Regions from separate parts of the Gasterosteus aculeatus genome. Here region 1 is linked to region 2. The links are chromatin contacts, called in public Hi-C maps. All regions are on one chromosome and are shown on one strand. Each heading gives the region's core, a stretch centred on a gene start, on an enhancer-like site or on the middle of the called end of the contact. The rest is flanking DNA. Distances are from core to core; before and after follow the strand shown. Region 1 holds the start of epha7 (eph receptor A7). Region 2 overlaps epha7 (eph receptor A7).

What was found. A called contact is a pair of places that touch in the nucleus more often than the background predicts.
Region 1: a Hi-C map of skeletal muscle shows a contact between it and region 2, with 1.8 times the contacts expected there. The contact joins the promoter of epha7 here to the enhancer-like site in region 2. A contact is called at or near these places in 3 of 6 Hi-C or Micro-C datasets (skeletal muscle and whole body).

The regions. Positions count from the first base shown.
Region 1 is chr18:4,002,292-4,008,887 of fGasAcu3.hap1.1, reverse strand. epha7 (eph receptor A7) reads left to right here and starts at 4,369. Exons shown (of 17, transcript XM_078093991.1): 1 at 4,369-4,684; 2 at 6,299-6,363. The coding sequence starts at 4,591.
Region 2 is chr18:3,947,126-3,953,527 of fGasAcu3.hap1.1, reverse strand. epha7 (eph receptor A7) reads left to right here. Exons shown (of 17, transcript XM_078093991.1): 6 at 4,124-4,248; 7 at 5,353-5,521. Among protein-coding and RNA genes, the nearest start is that of epha7, 54 kb to the left of the region's middle. Within about 2 kb of position 1,292, at least 3 of the 9 cell types and tissues checked have open chromatin away from gene starts, as enhancers often do.

The DNA of each region.
Region 1 (6,596 bases), core at 3,120-5,619, 52 kb before region 2:
AGCAACATTCCAGACAGAAATCTGTTCAACAAATACAACCACACTCTCTTTGAATCTCCTAATTGGATCACAAAGAGACGTTACTTTCAGATGTGCTTCCTTGTATCCGGATGAACCCATTTTTCTAATTGTGACTCAAGGCATATGTGAGTTTTAAACACAGGGGAAATTTTGTGTGGCGTCATTAGTCTTCTCTGGTGATTTACGTTGTAAAACTTCACCGGCTTCGACCGACACTGGCAGGAATGTGATTATATCAACAAAAAAATGGTGTCAGGTGCAAATGGCTTTGAGCTGCCCCACAACAATACCAGTTGAGTTTTCAACACTTGAGATTTCCTCCGGGACGGCCTTTCCATATTACCGATCTATAAAAAGAAGCAAATTGCCTGGCTGCAACAACCGCCATTTGACGAGGGGCCTCTGGGCCACTTCTCATGCCTGCTATTAATGCTCTGAGTGGTGTTTTCCTCCGGGGTGGGGGTGGGAATGGTCTGACAGGCAGACTTCAGACCCCCCCCCCCATCCCCACCTTGGACGCCTGGTTCAGCCCCACCGGCTGTGGACGACACTTACTGACACAGCCTGAGAAGGGTGCACGGAAACAAGATACAACTGTGTACATAACTTCTTTACACATCTCAGCAGCAGTCTGAGACGGGTAATTTGAACCTAGAGGGGAGGAAACACTGGTAGAGGAGTTAAGTGCAGCCTGCTGATGAGGACACCGGGTGAATGTCTAACAGACTTCTCTGGAAAGGGAAAACAAATTCAACGGTTGTCTGTGTGGATTCTATTTCACAGTTGTACACATTGTTATCGGAATTGAACGTTTGATCCAATCCTTGACATCTCCTCCATAACAAAAGAAGAGTTGGTCCCCTGCAATGACGAAGACTTTTCCCCTTGTCCCCTGTGTTGTTAAAAAGGGTTGTATTACAGGTCTCTGTTCAAATCCAACACAGAAAACATGGCGGAACAGAATTTGACAGGAGCTTCCAAACTATTATAAACGGTCAGCTCAAAAGCATTCTTTGTAAAACATACAATTAAAGAAATTTGATACATTTGGCGTGGTGTCTACACAGCTGGGAGTCCTAAACACGCTGGGTGCATTAGGTGAGTGTCAGTCCACAGTTTGCAGTAAGAACAGCTGCGTCTTCCTACGGGTACTCCCTTGCCCGTTGTTGCCCGGTGTGACAGAGCCCCCGTTGGACCTAAATTAGCTTGAGAATGTCCCCCCACCCCCACGGTGCTGAAGCTCTGGCACGAAAAGCATCACAGTTCCGGCAGCAACTTTTCACATGTTGCAGAATCTCGCTTTGCCCACTGTTAGCAGATCAATTTGGCAGTGATAAGGCTGGATGACGGCGGCTTCGTTACCCTCGGTGCCGAGCGTAATGAGCTCTAAATGCTTAGTGTCACTTCCATATGAGGCCTTTAATTAGAGGACGCCACAGCAACACCGAGCATGTTTAGGTCAGGTACAATGATGCGAAACAGACAGCTTCCAATGACGCTAAGGAGCTATAAACGAGGACACTGATGAAACCCAGGAACATGAAAATTCAGAAGGGACAAGAAACAGACGCCATGATTTTATTACGCGGATATGTCATTTTTCGCACGATTTGTTAAAAGATGAACTAGACAGAAGGTTAACAGCAGTGCTGCCATTGGTGTACCATGGATCTTTCACAGTTATACTGCAAAGTAAACAGGTCCGCTTCATATGTTCTGGCCAGCTATTCAGCTATTAACTTATTAAATGGTTTTCTATTGACCCTGTTCTCTTTTCTTTTCATGCATCCATCTGGTGTATTTTTTTCCCATTTTAGAGGTCACTAAAAAAATTGGCTAACATCAATAATTTCAGCATATAAGACAAGGATTCGTAGATGACTGTTTATTAGGTGTTCATGATAACTTGAGTTGAAAATATAAAAAGCTACTGACAATAAAAAATGCCAGGATAACTACCTTTTTGTCACAAGGGCAGTTTCATGTCAATTGCGATTAGTGTACCTCAATACATTTTTATGAATATAAAATGTTTTCCATTAGTCCCTTCACACATAACACAAATATTACGCAGCGTAAAGAAGCAGCGTATTTCTTTCGGATTTAGTTTTTCTTCTGATTTCGAATTTTTCGAATCGATTTTTTCTGATCACTAACAACCAGGTCTATCCTAGTGCCCCATTGGCTTTGGGTTATCAGGATCAGGAACATTGATTACCAATATATGTTAGACATACAAGGAATTTGACTTGGCGGTTGGTGCAGACAATGGACAGCAAGACAGATAAGACAACATAGTGCAAAACAACAGCGTAATAAGAATTTCAATAAAAAATAAAATTTTAAAATAAAAAGTTAAAAATAAAGTGCACCCGCAAACAGAAAGTGACAAGTGAAAGTGTATGTGTGTGCCTGTGCAGTGTAAAGGGAGTGACCGGTGGAGAGGGATGAAACCACGTGGCTCAGAGAGACAGACATATTTTACTCTGGGTCAATGTGGACCCTGTGCTTTGTCCACTATTTGAACAAATCTCTGGGAACATACATTCGTCTTCACTTTGGTATGATGTAATTGTAATGTTTACTCGGCTCCTTAAAATCCCCATATTCTCAGAAACATTACAGAGGACTTCGGAGACTAAGGGAACAATGGACAAACGCATAAGATAAGAACCAAACTTGTAATAAATTGACTGATAATGGTACAGTGATGGTGTCACAGACTGTTACCGTTGACCGTGACAACGGTTACATCAATGCCGAATAATATGACAATCATTAGTTCAACACTTTCATGCAGGACTCGGCAATGTATCAAGGGCAAAAAGGATTAGCGGTAATTTGCATAATAAACAGGCCAAACAAACAGACAAATATAGAAATGCAGAGGTAAATAAACCTTGAAGGGAGTCCTTGTCTCCTTCTGTCCATTTGTATGTACACAGTTTATTAATCAATATTTGTGGCGATAATTACAGCTGTTTTGCTTGTTGGGAGGTAATGGAGATTAATTAGTGACCTGCAACAAATGCTCTATGGGTAAAGGGATAATGAGCTGTGCTTTGTGCTTACATTTTTAAGTGATATTTCAAGTCATCCACGAAAGTTGGAAATTGACTTTAGACTTTTTAATTGTGTTTATTTGTTGTTGTTTTTTCTTTGTTTGTTATTCAGGACCCCCGGCGGTTGCTCCATCTTCTCCGTGAAAGTCTCTCAAGCAGCAGAGCAATAATGAATCAGGTGCTGTCGTCTCAGTGGGACTCTTGCTCACTTAAGGTGACCTTCCACGGATTAAAAAACACCATTTAGTGTCTCGCCATTCGGCTCAAATGTTAAAGACACTGTCGCAAATTAGAATGCAGGAGCAGAATGGAAAAACTTTTACTCTGTCGTAAAACTCTTTAACTGATTCACCGAAGAGCCTAAAATAGATATTTTTAGGGGGACATGGATGGAAAAATGGGAAATGTCTCAAAAAAATTATTGATGCAGTTTTTTTACACAGATTTGGCGCTAACATTAAATATATTTTGAATAAATAAAAAATTGGCAATAATTCCTCCAGAACACAACAATAAGACGCTTAGACTTTGAGTAACTTTTGAAATTTTGAAAACTTGTGACATTTGGACATTTACAGCAATAACTGCATTTGTTTGTGATTGATACTGGCAGAGGATATTCACGTTATTTTCAGCAAATGTATATTTACATATAAGTTAGTAACGGTTGCAGATTTGCATATCATGGAAGACTGGGCTTGAAGGCCTCGGGGGAGGTCTACGGTCTCTGATGAGCCCTTCTGGTTTGCCTCGGTGACAGGTTGGTCAGCTCCCCTCCTCCTCCTCCTCCTCTTCCTAGCCACTGTTCTTCTACTAGGAAAAAAAAAGTCTTGAATATGTGATTAAATGTCATATGAATCAAGAAGAGGTGGGCTTTGATTGTGTCAGTACTAGTAAGAAAGAAAATAGAAAAAATAACCATAACGCCTTAAATGGGTAACATTTTTGTGTGAAATTGTTTTCTTAAAAAGGACCAAAAGCATGAACAAGATGAACATTTAACTACAATTAAACAAACTTTGTGCACTGTGGGGGCTCATTGTGCATCATAGGCGGTATTCTAGCCTTCCCACAATGCTCTGGTTATACGCTTCTAAAGGAGTGTGGGTGTGCGTGCGTATGCGTGTTAAGAACAACCGTACCAAAAATATATCCGAACGAAGTTGTGACATTTCTTCCGCCATGCACGCAACCAACTCCCCGCCCCCTTGGAAAAGAAAAGATCTACCTCCTTGCGCCCATTGGCTCCCCAGTCTCCCCGACCGCTTTCACTCTCCGCTCCCCCATTGGAGGAGCGCGCCGCCCGTCTCGTTGACGGACACCGCCGCGGCCACAGTCTCCTCCCAGCGGCAGCGGGCGCTATTTGAGAGGGCAGCAGCAGGCTGTTGTACATACAGCCGGTTTCAGTGTCGTCAATGGGAAGCACGCGACGCGGTGGCACAGAGAGTTACGGTCTAGATTAATAAAAAGAGGAGAAAAAAAGGAGAAAGAAATCCGCGGCAGCACCATGCTCTCCTGGTCCACCCCGTGTCTGTGGATTATATTTTGTCTTTATTTGTGCTGTCATGTAGACAGCGGAGAAGCACAGAACGCGAAGGAAGGTAAGTTCCCAAAGTTTGGACTCTCTTCTCATCCCCGTCGCGTCGGTGGAAAGACCTCCGTGAAGACACGGAGGTTTCCACAATTCACCAAGGGGGGCTCCCTTTGTTTTTATACATATATCCCCTTTGAATACCAACGCCGACGCTTTAACGAATATCTGGATGTCGCTTTTCATTTTTTTTGTTTTAAACCCGGCGCCGTCGGACGAGGCCGGGATGTGCGGGGGATGACAGCGCCACGTTCCCGGGTCGGTTCGCCGAGCGACCTCTCGGGGCTGTTACGCACGGCAACAAACACGATAATAGACGCGGGACCTGCTGTTTCAAAAAAACATTGTGTTTATTATATTTTACTTCAGCGTTATCGCTACAACTCGTTATAGATTAAGGATCCATTACGACAAAAGTGTGCAGGCTAAAATCAGCGCCCGAGCCAAGCTCGTCCTCCCGGGGAGTGAGTGGGCTTTCCCAAACTGGACGCAGTTTTCTGGACGGTTATTTCCTCCTCAAAGTGGCCTCGGCTCTTAACTGTCTGTGTCTTGCCGGGGGGAGGGAAGGTGGGATGCGGATCCGTAATCTGCAACCAGACAATCCAAACTGATCAGCCAAAGCTATAAAAAAAATGAACATAAGAAAATAGATGTATAACATCATCGCTGGGATTGTGATGAAATTAATCTTAATTATTGCGTGCGTAAAGACAGAAAATCACAAGGACAGGTATGGATTTTCTCTCCTAGAGACCTACGGCGTGCTTACCGTGCGCGCTGAGGATGTTGTGGCGGATATCAATTAGCTCCCCGGCGCACAAAGCTTAGAATGCGAGATTTAAGCATACCTCCATCTCAGCGTCCTGTAAACGCATAATGTATATGCACATATTATTGTATGTTCGCCCATGCGTCCTGGCCGCTTCCCCCCCTCGCACAATTTTAACTAGCTGCTGATATTAAACATTAAACAACTTAATGTTTTGGTGAGAATAAAAGAACCCGCCGTGGTTGCCGCAACTCTGCCAAACGCTTCCGGAACAGGACACAGGCGCATCGGAGAATTCTTTTCAGCTGGACATGTTCCGTAGTTGAAGCGCGCGTGCCGTGTACGCGTCGGGATGAAATAAAGCAGCTGCGGCATCAGCTTTGACCTTAACGCCACAACTTCCATTCCCAGGAATGGGTTGTAATAAATGAATGCTTAGAAAAAAAGAAATAGGCTTAAATATTACGCGCAATGATTTCCGGCACGTTCCAATGCGCGTGTGGGGATTTTTAAGGCTCCTTATATCCTCTCCTAGCGCACTGTCAGTGTCTTCATTTGTCTCTCAAAAAGTTCCCCCCGCAGGCACGAGGACCTGTGTGCTGCATTGCATATATATCCAAGTGTGTGTGTGTGTGTGTGTGTGTGCGTATACATATACATATATATATATATATATATATATATATATATATATATATATATATATATATATATATATATATATATTCTAGCTTTAGCTGCTGCTGTTAGGAATTAGGTCACGGGGTATAGGTATCGATGTGTGGCCTGTCAGTAATACGCAGTCCTGGTGTTCGGGGAGATTTAACCACCTGCCTCTTGCTTCTCTGTCACTAGTGATTCTGCTGGACTCCAAGGCACAGCAGACAGACCTGGAGTGGATCTCCTATCCTCCCAATGGGGTAAGTCCGCGGAATGTCTGCAACACACTGGTGCGCTCCGTATCTTTGCCTTTTTCTTCTTCCAGCTCCCTCTCCGATGTCTCACATCTGTGACAGGAATAATAATATTTAGGAGTGCGTTTTGGAAGAGACATAAGGACCAATGGTAGATACTTCCAAATTTAAAGAATGTTCCCCCGGCCTTTTGACATTCGGAGGACAAAGGGCCTTGGGCAACCCATGTCCGATGTGCT
Region 2 (6,402 bases), core at 43-2,542:
AGAGTAAAAGTAATCTTGATTATGTCATACCCCGTTAGAGTCAAGCCAGCCAAACCAAAGCTTTTTGTTTCACGGGCTGCTGGAGATGATGTATTGAGAAAGGGGGAGAAAAAGGCTTCAGTCTAACAAGCACACTCCCCAGAACTGCAAATATTCACCTCTGCAGTGGCGACTAGGAAACTGAACGTCGCCTATGCAGCATGTTAAAGGCATCAAGAGCTGTCAATGTGTGAAAGTCTTGATGCAGAGCCGGCCGGCAAAGTGCGACTTTAAGTGTATTAACAGCTTCCTGAACTATACAGGGTTTGAATGATTAAAAAGGATTTCTTATATCACGTGTTGAAGTGTTTCTATCCAGCACTTTAGGTGTCGCACTGAACAGTCTTCTTCGTCAAACACGTTCCATGGCAATTGTTTCAATTGAAACGATGCCGTGCCTTACGTTTGTTTATGTGCCCGTGTTGGGCCCAAAGGATTCTTTTTATATTCTGACACATTGTAATCTCTTATTTTTAAATTAAAAACCTTTAAAACACTATCAAACACAGTGTTCTGCACTTGCGACGGGGTCCTGACAACAGCGGTAATTAATGTGAACTCGTAGCGCTGGTACGGTTCGTGAGGCAGGCACGCAGGCGGAGAAAGATGCTTATGTAATGAACTACCTCCAGCGCTCGCTCCTCGCCTTCGAGGCCAGAAATCCGATGGCTGAGTGAAAGAGGAGGATAATGTATTCATAAGACACTCAGACTGTGGCATCTGGGCTTCTGCATCAGCTAGCTTTACAGGAGGAGGTGTTAGGGGTCACTGAAGGGTTTACTAATATTGCAAAATGAAGGCACAAATGGCGTTCCCCAAAACAGTCTCTTAGAAACCGGGCGAGACAATTATACAATTTTCCGCTGCGCTAAGCTCACCAGGTATGCTTAGAGTCGGAGAGTGGCTGAATGGTGCCGTCTCCTTGATATCCAGTTTGTCACTTTGAACCAAGATGGGGGGAGGAAGGGAAGCCACAAGAGGAATTTTTACTGTTGTGTTCACTTGTATTTAACTCCAAATGAATTTAAGAATGACCCCGCTTTTCCCTTTCCGAGCAAACCATGGTCGCCCCCTCCCAACCCCCCCCCTCTAAGCCCCGCGCGGTACGCCACGTCTGCTAATACCGCTCCCTGATCCCATGATCTCTGTTGAAACACGCGGGACCCCGGCTCACTGTCGGCCCCGTGGCAGGGGTAAAGGAGCTGAAGGTTGGGGCGGGGCTGAGCTGAGTCACCGCTGTCTCCCCCGCCGCGGGCCAAAGGGGAAGTAAATGGGGCAGATCTGCTACCTGAGCCTGAGTCACACTCTTGAGGGAGAAGGAGGTGTGTGCGGGAAGGTGGCTCATCGTGCTGAACGCCGGCTCGGGACAATAAACCCGCTGACGAAATGTTTCATATGCTCATGTGCGATTTATACAAATAGGGATTTGAGGAACGAAAACGCCAAAGATGGAGACAGAAAAAGATTGATACTAAGTCTTAATCAATTAGTTAATCAAGAACCTTTTTGTGCAGTTGCAAGCACAATGATGTTGATATTGTTGTGTCAGCCTTACATTGTGCATTTTGTATTAGACTATACGCATACTTGATATAGTTAAGGGTCAAATGAAAGAAGATATCATAACAAATATAGTTTGAGAACCTGGTCTGACCGAAAACATGACAATGTTGCTTCATGGGAAGTGTAAGAGGTTTTATGAAGCCAAATCTAGTCCCATGGTTGTAGTTTGAGACCATATAAAGTTGCAACGTAGGAAGTGTGCAGCTTGAGGAGTGAAAGGGAGAATATTTTAGAAGCCACACCTGGCCCTGCGGTTAGTAGTTTGATCGGTGGACCATGTCATCAGCAGGAATCCGGAGCAGTTTTGGATTAAATCAGTAGTTTTGTTTTTGTACTCCCTAATATCGGCATCAATGCTGTCTTTTTTTATTGATTTTTACAGTAGTACTAGTGGTAGTAGTACAGAGTAGTAGAAAAACACTTTGTTGTGTAAACTTTAAATTGAATTGTGATGTAATCAATCATTTGATTCCTGTTAATGTTGCATTAAACAGACCATTGGGTCAGTACGCATCAACATTTAACGACTGCTTTAGTCCAACATTTTACTGTGTTAAGAAGAATGAAAAAAAATGTCTGCAGGGAATGAAGACAAATGTCAAATGAATGCAGTTAACAGACAAGAAGAATCCTTTAGTTCCCACAAACCGCAAAAAAAAAACATTTTAGGAGAGGTCCATATATCAAGGACACCATGTGGATGGGGGACTGAGAGAGCGGCCAAATTGGATGAGGTTAAGCTGCACTAACTGCTTGTTGTGACTCGGCGAGGGAAAACTCAATCGGCCCCTTTGTCCGTCTGCCCTGCGCCGAGAAAGGATGCTTTGTTCCCGTGTTTTGGGTGGATTATTAAGGAACATGTCACAACAGAAGTTTCTTTTTTTTTTTGTTGTTTTTTTTGACAAGGTCTTGGGTGAACGTTGTCGTTTGCGTGGCTGTCAGGAATGCCGATGAGGCCTAATGAGGTTTTAATCCAGCCGCAGTCATTAGTGGCAGGGTCATCGTAGAACAATCTAGGGTCAAGCTGCATTAGAGTGCCGGGTCACTGGGCATGGTACAAGAGCGTTGGCTCCTGTCTGATGTGGATGTTGTCAGCGTCATGGTTAAGACTGTACAAGCGGAAGATCTGTTAATATACATATGCCAGTGAAGAAACATGAGCTTCTTCTGTTTCATCAATTGCAGATTGCTCCAAAATCAACCGAATTCACATCCTCCTTTGGTGTAATTCCGTCATTCACGAGCTCCTCTTTCATGTGAAAAGCACGTCTTCAGTTCGTGAGAGACCCGGGAAAACTGAAATCAAAGAACAGCAACTGACAAGCGGCTTCTACTTCGGGGTTCGCGTATTCCCCAGGACGCCTTTTCAAACTCGCTAAGACGCGATAATTAATATGTTTTTGCCCCCTAGAGCAGCGTGACTCATGACGGTTTCACAGTGTGTTTACAGGATGGATTTTGAGGCTGTTAAAAGTGCAGATTACTCTTTTTTTTTTTCTTCAAGAATCATCTCCTTGGGATGAGGTTCAGTAAGCCAAAAAGCCTATTTTTCTCTCACTGCGGTCTTTAAGACAAGTGCTGTGGAAATGATGGTTATTATGATCAAGGCAGTAAAGGTGATGCTGGTGGAACCAGGAGCTCAGAACTAGTCGCTGTGCTGACGCACGGAAATAAACGTCTTCAGACAAGTTTAACTGCTTCTATTAACTTTCCAGGAAGAAGTTTGCGCTTGAAAATTTAGACTAATCTTTTCACTGAAAACAAAAGGTCTACACTTTACCTTCGGATGGCGCTTGAAAAATATATGTTTAGCTTAGCTAAAGCTTATGAAATGGCTTTGTGCGGCGTACTGATGCTGTGGTTCCCACACAACAACAGCCCCTCCTTTCTACATGTGTAAACATGTACATACAAGTATCCACTGAATGAATAAATAATAAAGCCGTGCAATTCTCTGTATTTTAACGTGGTCTGTAAATATTTAAAGAGAATGCCAACACAGAACATTTTAGACAAAGTGTTTTTTTTTTTTTTACATTAAATCAAGTAAACATATTCAAGCAGAATCAAGCACGAACCTGAAAATGTGCCTAACGTCTCCTTTAAATTACAGCTCAGGTTGTTACTATCATTCACCTTGACAACTAAAAGATGGAACTCTGTGTGGGTGTCTGCGTGTGGTCTATTGAGCAAATGTAAATGCCCCAGCAGTTAATCCAGGCAACCAGACATTCAACCAGACATTTCAAATGAGTCACGCAAAGAGCCGGAGACAATCGGTGTGAAGAGGGTGAAGGTAACCGTTCTCCCTCTGACAGGATGTCTCAACAGATCCGTCGTCGAGGAGAGCAGGCGTCTGCTTTGTTCCCGCTGGATGTTGAAATACATCCAAGACATAATGACAATTTCATATTCTCACCTCTTCACCAGTGGCTGCAACACATTAAAAAGCTAGTCGCTGTGAATGTTAGCAGAGTTGGTTTTCATCTCCCGGCTCATCGATCTGCTCTTGTCCAAACAGCTCCGTCGCAGGTCAGCGAGGTCATCAAGGAGAAGGTGCAGCAGCGCAGCATCCAGCTCTCCTGGCAGGAGCCCCGGCAGCCCAACGGCGTCATCACAGAGTACGAAATCAAATACTACGAAAAGGTGAGTTCCACAGTAGGCACCATCTCTTCACTTCTGCAGACTCTCCATTTTGTATTCTATCCGCGATGCCACTGCGAGTGGAATTCACCAGACTCCCGCAAGTGCGTCCTTTGTCTCGTAATTGCAATAATGGATGAAGATGCTCAGAAGATTTTAATCAGGCCGCACTCCTTTACAGTCGTCCCGCCCCCCCGACGCACCAGCACCCACAGGCCGCGGCCGCCGCACTGCCAGAATTAGTAATCTGTCGCTGTTATCTCTTTTCTCCTTCCTCGTAGCTTTTACCGTCACTGCGTTTCAAGTCCGAACACATTACAGCAACGGTTTAATGGAGCGGGTTTAACCCAGAGAAAAATCAATGAAATTTATTTTGTATAGCCCAAAATCGCGAATCAGAAATTTGTCCTCCGAGGGCTTTACCGTCTGTACACATGCAACATCCTCTGTCCCGCAACCCTCACATCGGCACAGGAAAAACTCACCCTTCGAGGGGGAAAGGACGTCAAATCAAAGGCTAGGAGTGCGGCAGAGCTCAGATGGCAGCCCCGCTTAAAGCATTGACCAATCGGACCCCCGTGAAGATGATAACTAGTGAAAATAAGATATGCTCACGTAAAAAAAATGAATTTGTTTCTGTAAAATCTAATACAAAAGCCCCTTTGCAAAAAGTGAATGGAGATATAAATGTTATATTATATATTTATATATATATATATGTATTTGTGTGTGTATATATGTGTGTGTATAATATATATAATTTTTTTTTTTTATATATATAAAAAATATATATATTTTAAACTTAAGTTAGTTTAATAAATATGGTTCATTCAGTATCAGGCAAATGTTCCCAGCACCGTTTGAATTTTGTATTGAGTATTTCCAGTTCCATTTGCTTTGATTTGAGCTGTTTTTCAAATCAATTTGATGCGATGTGTCACCTTAAAAGTCTGCCGTGATGGAGTGGGATTTTGCCCCTCAAATCTTTTTAATTTGAAACATCTGAGCAGTTTGCTTAATGCTGTCCAGCGATCAAAAGAAAAGGCAAAGAAGAAGTGATTAAATAAAATACTATTTCTCATGAAAACTGGTTTGCTTCTCTTTCAGGATCAGAAAGACCGGGTCTACTCCACAGTGAGGTCCAAGTCCACATCAGCCACAGTGAACAACCTGAAGCCCAGCACAGCCTACGTGTTTCAGATCAGGGCCTTCACAGAGGCAGGCTACGGTACATACGGCCCCAGACTCGAGATAACCACCAAGGAGGAGGCCACAGGTAGCATTCAAAGCTCCACCACGCACTTTTTTCGATTCACTTGTGCATTCAATTATGCTTCATTTGACAGTGTTTCACCTCTACGGTCTGACCCTATATTATGTTATTTGTGTATATATATATATATTTATCATGGTTTTCAAACTCTCGACTCCAAATTCGAGTGCAACCCATTGTGTATCCAACCCCGCTAAGAATAGCCCGGGGAAATAACAGAAATTGCATTTGACTTTGTGCTGACGACACGTCATGTGAAAAATCATTGAGTGCAAGGACGAGCCATCGTGGCGTCATGAGGATAAACCTTGTTTGAATCTAATCAGCTGCATTAGCTCTGCACCGGGTGTCGCAGCGTGTTATCGGTGAGTGTAGGTGAGGGTTGCTGCTCCGAGCTGTTCAGGATCATAATGTCTGGCATTATGATCCACCGTAGAGAAGCGGATTCACATGAGGTATGAGACAACGATTGATTCAAATCCCAGGCACGGTGCATGTGCTATGTCACAACAGGGGAATCAGCATGTTGTGGAAACGCTCTCACTAGTTTTTGTTTCTCGGAAGTGGGGGGGGGGAGAATTTGAGTTTCATTAATTCATTGGTTCTGAAGACCACCGTGCATCCCCTTCCCTACATCCACAAACTCCTGCATGATTAGTAGCGCCGCATGCAGAGCGTGTCCATAGGACAAGGTTAGACGTTTTGCAGTCCGGTCAGAGTGTCCTTGACCAGCGCAGAGTGGAAGCTTGCAAAATGACAGCCCCCCCCCAAAAAAAGTATATAACATTAAATCAGTGTGCCATCAAGGCTCGGATTAACTGATCAAATGTTGTTGCTTTCCTCCTCAAACAGGCCACAACAATAGCAAACAAAGAAAATCTTTC